Regions from separate parts of the Mus musculus genome. Here regions 1 and 2 are each linked to region 3. Evidence: chromatin contacts called from public HiChIP or PLAC-seq and promoter capture Hi-C data. All regions are on one chromosome and are shown on one strand. Each heading gives the region's core, a stretch centred on a gene start, on an enhancer-like site or on the middle of the called end of the contact. The rest is flanking DNA. Distances are from core to core; before and after follow the strand shown.

Region 1 (3,095 bases), core at 316-2,815, 970 kb before region 3:
TCAGCCACACTCGTAGATGGTCCAGACCATCGGTGCTAACTGTTGAATATCTATGTGTGTTGCTCTCTCAAGAAGAAAAGTCCCTAAGATAGTTTCCAAAACCTTGGGAAGCACTGGGGAGGAAGGCTGGACTTTCTTCCCTTCCCAGCACCTCCCCCGCCCGCCCTCCCCCCCCCCCCCCCGCACACCACCCCCACATCCTGCACTCTGCCAAGCCCCCCACCCCACCCCCCACCCCCCCGCCGGCACACCCCAAGCAGGCTTACCACCCTCCACCTTGCTTTTCTTTTCTTTTCTTTTTTTTTAATTTATGAAACGCTTCACAAATTTACATGCCATCCTTGCAGCAGGGGCCAGGATGTATCATTCCAATTTTAGTATATGTGCTGCCGAAGTGAGCACTCTTTTCTTTTTTTTAATTAAAATTTTCTTTTTGAGAATGTCATACATAAATAGTTTCCTCCCTAATTGGGAGTCCCAGTGCTATTATTAGTTTTGGGTTGGTTTTTTGTTTGTTTGTTTGTTTGTTTAGTTTTTCGAGACAGGGTTTCTCTGTATAGCCCTGGCTGACCTGGAACTCACTTTGTAGACCAGGCTGGCCTCGAACTCAGAAATCCGCCTGCCTCTGCCTCCCGAGTGCTGGGATTAAAGGTGTGCGCCAGGTTGTTTTATTTTTTTAAGTTTTTTGCTCTTTTTGTACTGGGACACAGAGCTACACATCAGCCTCAAAAGGCTAGTTTTTCATATCTAATGCATCACAGAACTCTCTAGAATCTCCCTATTTATACTGCAGTGTCACCTACACACACACATACAGTGAAGTCATACATCTTTACGTGCACAGCACCAAGAAACTAGAAACATCTAACATCCTATCTGTGAGAAATATGGAGAATTCTTACACCACAAATTCAAAAAAGGCAAAGAAAACACAAAACACATATAATTTGGGGTTTCCCATACGTTCCTGGATCAAAAACAACATCTAAGGTTGCTATTTTAAAGCCAAATTAAAGTGTTGATGTATATGTGTGTGTGTGTGTGTGTGTGTTTATGACAGGAAACGTCCCTAACAATAACACTTTATTTCCTGCAAACTACAAATAAATTCCATGCATTCCCATGCTTACTTTGCTCTGGAGCCCAGGGCCACTGACTCAGAGTCCGAGACCTCCTGTGTCATTGAGAAGAAAGTTTCTGTTAGGGCCCTAAGGTCTTTCTCAATGTTTTGAACCACTTAACAAAGAATTTGACAAACTGAGATACGTGAAACCTTAGTCACCAAGGACGGCTTCTACGACCTCAGTCTACAGGTATTTTTACCGAGCCATCCCTGAGTCACCAGGCTCTGTAAAAAACTCCAGTATGATCTTGTTTCACTAACCTTCACATCTTTTCCTAACGGAGCTTGCCGCCGGTGGTCACGTGGTACTGATCCTCTTCCTTTTCGGGGCGCAAGCAGCAGAGATTCAAGGCAGTCCGGTAGCCCGATCCGCACCCACACAAAAGTGTTTGGTAATCGCTAACTAAACAAAGAGGAAACGGCCAGGCCTGAAGCCACATTCCCAAACTGATTCCTCGGAACATTCCTCCTTAGAGGTGCCTGCTGACCCAGGGCGGTGGCTAACCCCCTGCTGTGCACAGGAATCCACCAGGCCCACATCTTACAAGCCTCTCACTCAGCGGTCCCCAAACTTACTGGACACTCCCTTTTCTCTAGCATCGTCATTAACATTCCACCTGTACCTTAGGCCTTGCCTGTCTGGTCAGTTCTGCTGAATTCACAGCCCCAGGTATTGTGGGTAATTATCCCTTGCTTACTCCAGGAGTAGTCAGAAGTCAGGATGTCCGTTTGTTTTTGATGGAGGGGACTGGGCCTCAGGCATGCCTGGCTTTCCTCTACCACCGAACTTCCTACCTGTTAGAATTTATGTCCTTTGGTGGGAAATGCTCAAATCCAAAATCCATTGGTCTGTCACTACCAGTTTTCCAGGGGAGACAGGGTGAGGTAGCCTCGCTTCCTACTCACCTCTTTCCTGGCATTACAGAATATGCCAATTCCTTGGCCTGGCACTTGACCTACATGACTGAGAGCTTACAAACAGGAGTTGCAGTCTGAATTCAGAGTCCAGTCTCCTCTGTTTAATAGACCTTGGGCAAATTGTTTCACCTCTCTGAGCTTCAAGGTTTCTATCTGTGAAACAGAATAAAAGGTACCTGGCTTTTGAAAGAAAGGTTTTTTTCTAGAGCAGATTAAATTGGCTACGTAGCCGGGCAGTGGTGCCACATGCCTTTAATCCCAGCACTTGGGAGGCAGAGGCAGGCTGATTGCAGAGTTCAAGGCCAGCCTGGTCTACAGAGTTCCAGGACAGCCAGGGCTATACAAACCCTGTCTCAAAAAAAAAAAAAAAAAAAAAAAAAAAAAAAAAAAAAGTGGCTATGTAAAGCCTGAAGTATGCTGGCTCTGGGGCACACGCCCTAAGTGCCAAGAGCTGGTTTTCCGGTGCCCTTGGCCCATCTTTAGTTAATACAGCTTTAACACCTGGGACAGAAGACAGAGGAAATGGAAAGTTGGGCTGGAAGGGGAAGAGGGCGCCTGCGGAAGCATTTTACAATGTGAAGTGAGGTCAGAGGCACAGACACAAAGATCAAAGCCTCGCAAAGTAGGAGGTGGGTGTGTCCCAGTCTGAGGAGCCAGGTCCTACCTCCAAAACCTCCCCGCTGCACTAAGCACCCAAGGATGGGACCTCTTCCCTTTCTCCCCTCACAGTCACCAAAGGCCATCGCAACCAAAGGATGAGAGCTGAGGGCAGGCACCGAATGCACTTCCCTAACCACAGAGACAGAGTTAAACATTGTTTTAAAAGGGGTGTGCTCAGCAAGTATTTGTCGAATAAATAAAAGCTTTGCGTGAAGGAGAGTTAAGTATGCCCGTGACTAACTGAGATTAAAGAAGCATTGGGGACTGCCATTTCTCTTCACCCTGAGAGGAAGAGTTAAGTTTATGGTTCAGGACATAATGTCTGCTACTGATAACCAGCTCTGTAGAATGAAAGCAATCATAAACAATATGTAAATGACTAATGCAGCTATGG
Region 2 (3,012 bases), core at 387-2,886, 560 kb after region 3:
AGTGCTGGGATTAAAGGTGCGCACCACAGTGTCTGAACTCCTTGGTCTAGCATACAAAAGCCTTCTTGCTCCTTTATCTGGTGATTCTTGCCCCAACCCCATTGCCCTGCTCTCCATTTCCCTAGCATCCCATCCTCCTGTGAATTATTGCTGTCTGGCAGGAACACCACCCACTTTCAGGACCCTGCCATTTGTGTGCTGTATCTTCTGCCTGGAGCATCTTTCTGTCCATCTCTTAGGAGCCTTTAAGGCTTCACTCCAAAGTCGTTTTGCTTCAGAGAACTTCCAGCCTTCCAGACAGCCCCAGGATCCTCGGACTCTGCCCTGTACCTTGACCCCGCCTTTCACTGCATCTGCCAGGCCAAGGTGTAATCATTGATTTACATCTCTATTTCCTTTCTCTTGACCACACTTTCATAATTTTAATTTCATATTATTATTATTATTATTATTATTGGTTTTGTTTTCATGTAGTTCCAGTGCTGGAGACAAAACCCAGGGCCTCAAACATGCTAGGCGAGGACTCCCACTAAGATATGCCGCCATCCTAGAGTGTCGTGTTTGGAATTTTTCCTTGTAGCTGCTTTCCTTTGGGAGTCTGTGTGGCTAGAAGGCAAGGAATGGGCTCTTGCCTGCTGAGACCAGCATTGAGTTCAAAGGCTATGGAGTCAACTCCATGTTTGAACTTGTGTCAACTACATAGTTATTAAGACTACCACAAATCTTAAAATTTGAACTTGAGATCACAACAGCACTGCCCCACGAAACATATTAAGAACCGTCAAGAGGGCTGGTGAGATGGCTCAGTGGGTAAGAGCACCCGACTGCTCTTCCGAAGGTCCAGAGTTCAAATCCCAGCAACCACATGGTGGCTCACAACCATCCGTAACGAGATCTGACTCCCTCTTCTGGAGTGTCTGAAGACAGCTACAATGTACTTTCATTTCATATAATAAATAAATAAATAAATAAATAAATAAATAAATAAATAAATAAAAATAAATCTTAAAAAAAAAAAAAAAGAACCGTCAAGAACCCAGCTGATAGATGTTGGTGGCTTGCATCTTTAATCCTAGTGGTCAGGAGGCAGAGGCAGATGGATCTCTGAGTTCGAGGACAGCCTGGTTTATAGAGTGAGTTTCAGGACAGCCAGGGCTACATAGAGACCCTGACTTTAAAACAGACAAACAAACAAATAAACAAACAAACTCCAGAAGAATGGTACACCTACCCATGAATCCAATAGTTTTGGCAATTATTATAATTCAAGTTTTGACCTTGGCAAATTAAAAAAAAAAAAAAGGCGCAAAACCAGGATCTTGCTATGTAGCCCAAGCTGGCCTTGAACTCTGTCCCCCGTCTCAACTTCCCAAGGGCTGGGATTACAGGCCATAGTCACCATACCGAGCCTATCTTTCTGTTTTGAATGTAGGATCTGCCTTAGAACTGGGTAGAACTGGGAGATCTATGCTCCAATTATAGTCTGCCTCTCCATCACCTGAAAACCTCATTTCCCCGGTTGCAGTGATTGGAGCAGGTCCCTCGAGGGATCCTCAATCTGCCCCGCTGTGGTCTCAGAGCCTGAAAACGGATGTGGTCGGGAATGCAATGTGTGCGGCCAGGACAGACAGCTCAGTGTCCAGCAGAGGGCCCTGGCTAGACCATGGCCAACAGGATGGGAGGAAGGGCCATCCATGCCAGACGCCTGACTGGAGGCGGACCCAGCTGCCAGCTGCCTCTCTTAATTCCACGCAGCCCTTAGGTCCCCTCACCCTCACCTCTCCGAGGCAGCTGTGCCCTGCTTTCCTGGCCATGCGGTGGCTGTGGCCCCTGGCTGTGTCTCTTGTTGTAGTGTTGACTGTGGGGCTGAGTGGGGTCTCTGGGGCTGCCACCTCATCTTTAGGTGGGCATAGAGCCAAGGTCCAGGAGCAGCAGAGTCGACCCCGAAGAGGCACCAAGGACGAGGGGCCCAAGGAGGTACAGCACTATGTACCCGAGGAGTGGGCTGAATATCCCAAGCCCATCCATCCTGCTGGCCTGCAGCCCACCAAGACTTTGGAGGCCACTAGCCCCAACCCAGACAAGGATGGGGCCACCCCAGGTAATGGACAAGAGCTGAGGGTCAACCTGACCGGGACGCCAAGTCAGAGGCTGCAGATTCAGAACCCCCTGTATCCGGTGACCGAGAGCTCCTACAGCGCCTACGCCATCATGCTCCTGGCTCTGGTGGTGTTTGCTGTGGGTATCGTTGGCAATCTGTCTGTCATGTGCATTGTGTGGCACAGCTACTACTTGAAGAGTGCCTGGAACTCTATCCTTGCCAGCCTGGCTCTCTGGGATTTCCTGGTCCTCTTCTTCTGCCTCCCAATTGTCATCTTCAATGAGATTACCAAGCAAAGGCTACTCGGGGATGTTTCTTGCCGGGCAGTGCCCTTCATGGAGGTGAGTATGTCTTTCTATAGCCTAATTATAGGCTAAAACCAGGGAAGGGGCTCCAGTGTCTGCAAAGATCTGTAGGTGTGTATAATCCCAGCACGCTGGCATTTCCAGTTTTCTCTGTGTCATTGGGGAAGGAGACAAACCCTATCAGGGAGGGAGACAAACTCAATATTGGCTTCTGGTAGCTCTCAGGAAAGCAAGTCAAGCCAGATGAACAGGCAGGTGTACAAGACCACTGGCTTGGGACCAACCCGGTCTTCTTCTTTTGGAGTAGCTGCACAGAGGACTCACCCTTTTCTAGAGAAAATTCTGAGCTGTCTGTCTCTGATGGGTGGTTCCCCTGACCCCCAAGTCTTTGGGGGTCTCCTTTTTTCTTTTACTGTGTCTCTTGCCACCTGCCTTGTACCCATGGCTCCTGTTTTTAACCCTTTGGTATCCCAACATCCTAGCAATTTCTTACTAACACCCCAGGTTGAGTCTGTGTTTATTCCCTGTGGATGCAAACACCAGGACAGGCCCTTCTTCCTTTTCTCATTGAGATTATTGTCACCTTCCTTCAAGGTCATCTCCATT
Region 3 (2,827 bases), core at 306-2,805:
TCTCTCCTACAATCTCCCAAATCCCTCGGCATTTGAGCCTTGGGCATGGCTCTCCTCTCTACCTCCTCAGGCCAACACCACACCCTCTGCAGGATAAACTTACTTCCCTGACAGACCGTCCCACCCCGGATATCCTTGCCAAGGCAAAGGGTCTCTCTGTGCAGTGACAAGCTGGATTCTCCAATGAGGCTTAGGCAGTGCCCAGACCAGCCTCTCCCCAACACAGAGGCCTGGCTTCCTAAGCAGAGGCCTGGTGAGAGGATCAGAAGGCAGGGAGGAAGCCCTAGGGCCCAGTCCTGAAGGAAATCCCCAACCTAGCTCAGAGACAACTGTACTAACAGCCCCAGTCCTCTGAGCTTCTGCAGGATGCCAGGGTGTGTGTGTGTGTGTGTGTGTGTGTGTGTGTGTGTGTGTGTGTGTGTGTGTGTAATATGTGCTCCAAAAAGTACTGGCCCAGAAGAAAACTGAGCTGTGTCACTTGTTCGAGGTCATCCGTGTATTAAGTGTCAAATCTGAGTCAAAACTCAGTCTGCTTGCCTTTCAGAAACCCTGTCACCAAGATTCCAGAGTCTCATGATAAATGTCCCACCAAAGGCAAGTGAACCGCTTGCATGCAGTGATGGTGTCCCATTACAGTGTCCTGTCAAGGTGGGGAGGCCCGTCCATTCATGCACCACAGGAGGTAAGAAGTGGGTGGGACAAGTGGGTGGGATGGTCCTGACATCAAGTACTTGCTCCCAGTCTAGACCCTTGCTCTGACGGATCACAGCAGCACATGCAGAATAGACCCAGACCTGTGCCACTTGGATGAAACACCTGTCAGATAGATAACAGCTTGTTGGCTGACACTGCAACTCGCTCTCAGGCCCTTTCTACTCCCCTGCTGGCTCTTTGAGATCTCAGTAGTCCTCACCTGCCACCAAGACTTTCTTTTCCATCTGGTTCTTTCAGGAAAAAAGAAAACTCATACCTGCACTCTGGGGCTACCAAGCCAGATGCACACACACACACACACACACACACACACACACACACACACACTCGCGGGCACTTTCTCTCAGGAAAAGAGAGAGAGGAAAGGGGTGGCACGGATGTCCTCATCCCTCAGCTTTACAATGAGTGTCAGTGGCCCACAGAATCGCTGATTGTTCTGTAGGACCTGCAGGCGGTGGGGGGCAGGGTCACCCTGGGTCTAGAGCACGCGAAAGTCAGCTGCCCTGGAAGCCCCGGGATGGGGAGGGACCCAGAGTTTTCAGGAAAGGGAAACACTGCCGAGCTAACTCTAGCCACTTCCCACCACCTCCCTCTTGGGATCACTCTTCCTACAAACTTTTCTTGCAAGCGACAGGGCTGCGACAGGACCGGAAAAACCAATAGGCGCAGGGTGCGACCCAGGCGCTCCGGCAGTTGCGGGGACCCGAGGCGGACCACCCGGGGTAACACTCACCTGGCAGCTGCTGGGAGGCGCACGGGCGACAGCTCTCAGGGAAGCGGTGACTGGCTGCGCCGGAGTGCGCGCCGTTTTGTTTCCCCCTCCGGAAGGCGTTTCCCGCGCCACGCCAACCAGTAGGCTTTGCACACTGCACCACAACAGGGCTGATGTCACGGAGAAGCTGTCCCCTCCCCCATCCAAAACCTAGGGTCGGGAGCCCGGGCGTGGCTGCCGCCCCAGCCGTGACTTCTCTTTGCACCCTATGGCGATCTCTGGGGGCAAATCTTTACACAGAGGTGAGGGATGGGGTTAAGAGGTTCCTGGTCTGCCATGTGGGAAAGCGGAGACCTAACTGTGAGATCAGACTAAAGATAAACTTGGGCCCCCTAGGGAAGAGAGTGAAGGTCCTTAAATTTTCGGGTTCCGATGGCACAATGTTAAGGGGACTAACTTGCACTCCAGAATAAGACAAGCAAGGCCCCACTTCCTGTGACTTACTTCTGCCAGACAGCTGGCTTTAGGTTCATCAGTAAAAGGGCTATGTGCCACCGAGATGTGATGGGGGATGAGATACTATAACACCCGGGAGCACTTAGCCTAGCTGCCCTCCTCCAGGGGCTCTTGTCCCTCTGCTTTCCCCATCTCCCTGCCACCCACAAGAGATCATTCTACCGCTCCTGAGTGGATCTTCCTCTGGGCTAACCTACAGAATGACAAACACAGTCTCAAGCCACTGAAAACTGCCTCTGGGGTGATTAACAATATGTGTTACTGGGCCCACCTGCTCCCAGTCCGCAGAGCAGCCTGTCCAGAAATCCAATCCTAGAGGTGAACTGATGCCCCTGGGACTTAAAACGGAAGGCCCACTTTCTTTCTTTCCTTCTTTTTAATTTATTCCATGTATGTGGATACATTGTCGCTGTCTTTAGACACACCAGAAGAGGGCATCTGGAAGAGCAGTCTGTGCTCTTAACCACTGAGCCATGTCTCCAGCCCAGCCCATTTTCACTATGGGTACAAACAGCTCCAAGCAAGAAGCACAACACTTTCCTTGGGACCTAACGAAGTGAAGAATCTGCAAGGAAAACTATGTTCCTAGTAACAGGGGCTATGGGTGGGAGTGTTAGAGCCTCAAAGGAGGCCCTCTTCTATTTCATAGGATAATTACTGTTATTTGTTGTGTTCTGTAAAGTTGTTTTTGTTTTTATTTTGTTTGAGACAGAGGCTCACTGTGTATCCCTGGCTGGCCTGGAACTCACTATGTAGACCAGAATGGCCTTGAACTCAGAGTTTTCCCTGTGACGTTAAGATTAAAAGAGCTAGTTCCCACCATCATTATTCTTTACTATTACAAGATCAAAAGGACTTGAGGACTGCCGTCATCACTGCAGGTTG

What was found. Promoter capture Hi-C pulls out the DNA fragments that hold promoters and counts their contacts. HiChIP or PLAC-seq counts read pairs in DNA pulled down with a chosen protein or histone mark.
Region 1: an H3K27ac HiChIP or PLAC-seq map of extraembryonic endoderm stem cells shows a contact between it and region 3, with 2.7 times the contacts expected there. The contact joins the promoter of Platr22 here to the promoter of Csrp1 in region 3.
Region 2: a contact with region 3 is called in a promoter capture Hi-C map of embryonic stem cells, with 3 times the contacts expected there. The contact joins the promoter of Gpr37l1 here to the promoter of Csrp1 in region 3. A contact is called at or near these places in 1 of 39 promoter capture datasets (embryonic stem cells), 4 of 115 datasets of contacts at active chromatin or transcription factors (astrocytes, cardiomyocytes and pancreatic cancer cells) and 1 of 9 other capture datasets (embryonic stem cells).

The regions. Positions count from the first base shown.
Region 1 is chr1:136,694,681-136,697,775 of GRCm38.p6, reverse strand. Platr22 (pluripotency associated transcript 22) reads right to left here and starts at 1,565. Exons shown (of 5, transcript NR_037986.1): 1 at 1,385-1,565. It also overlaps the pseudogene Gm24086.
Region 2 is chr1:135,166,305-135,169,316 of GRCm38.p6, reverse strand. It overlaps Gpr37l1 (G protein-coupled receptor 37-like 1), which reads left to right and starts at 1,636. Exons shown (of 2, transcript NM_134438.3): 1 at 1,636-2,442. The coding sequence starts at 1,813.
Region 3 is chr1:135,727,895-135,730,721 of GRCm38.p6, reverse strand. Csrp1 (cysteine and glycine-rich protein 1) reads right to left here and starts at 1,555. Exons shown (of 6, transcript NM_007791.6): 1 at 1,448-1,555.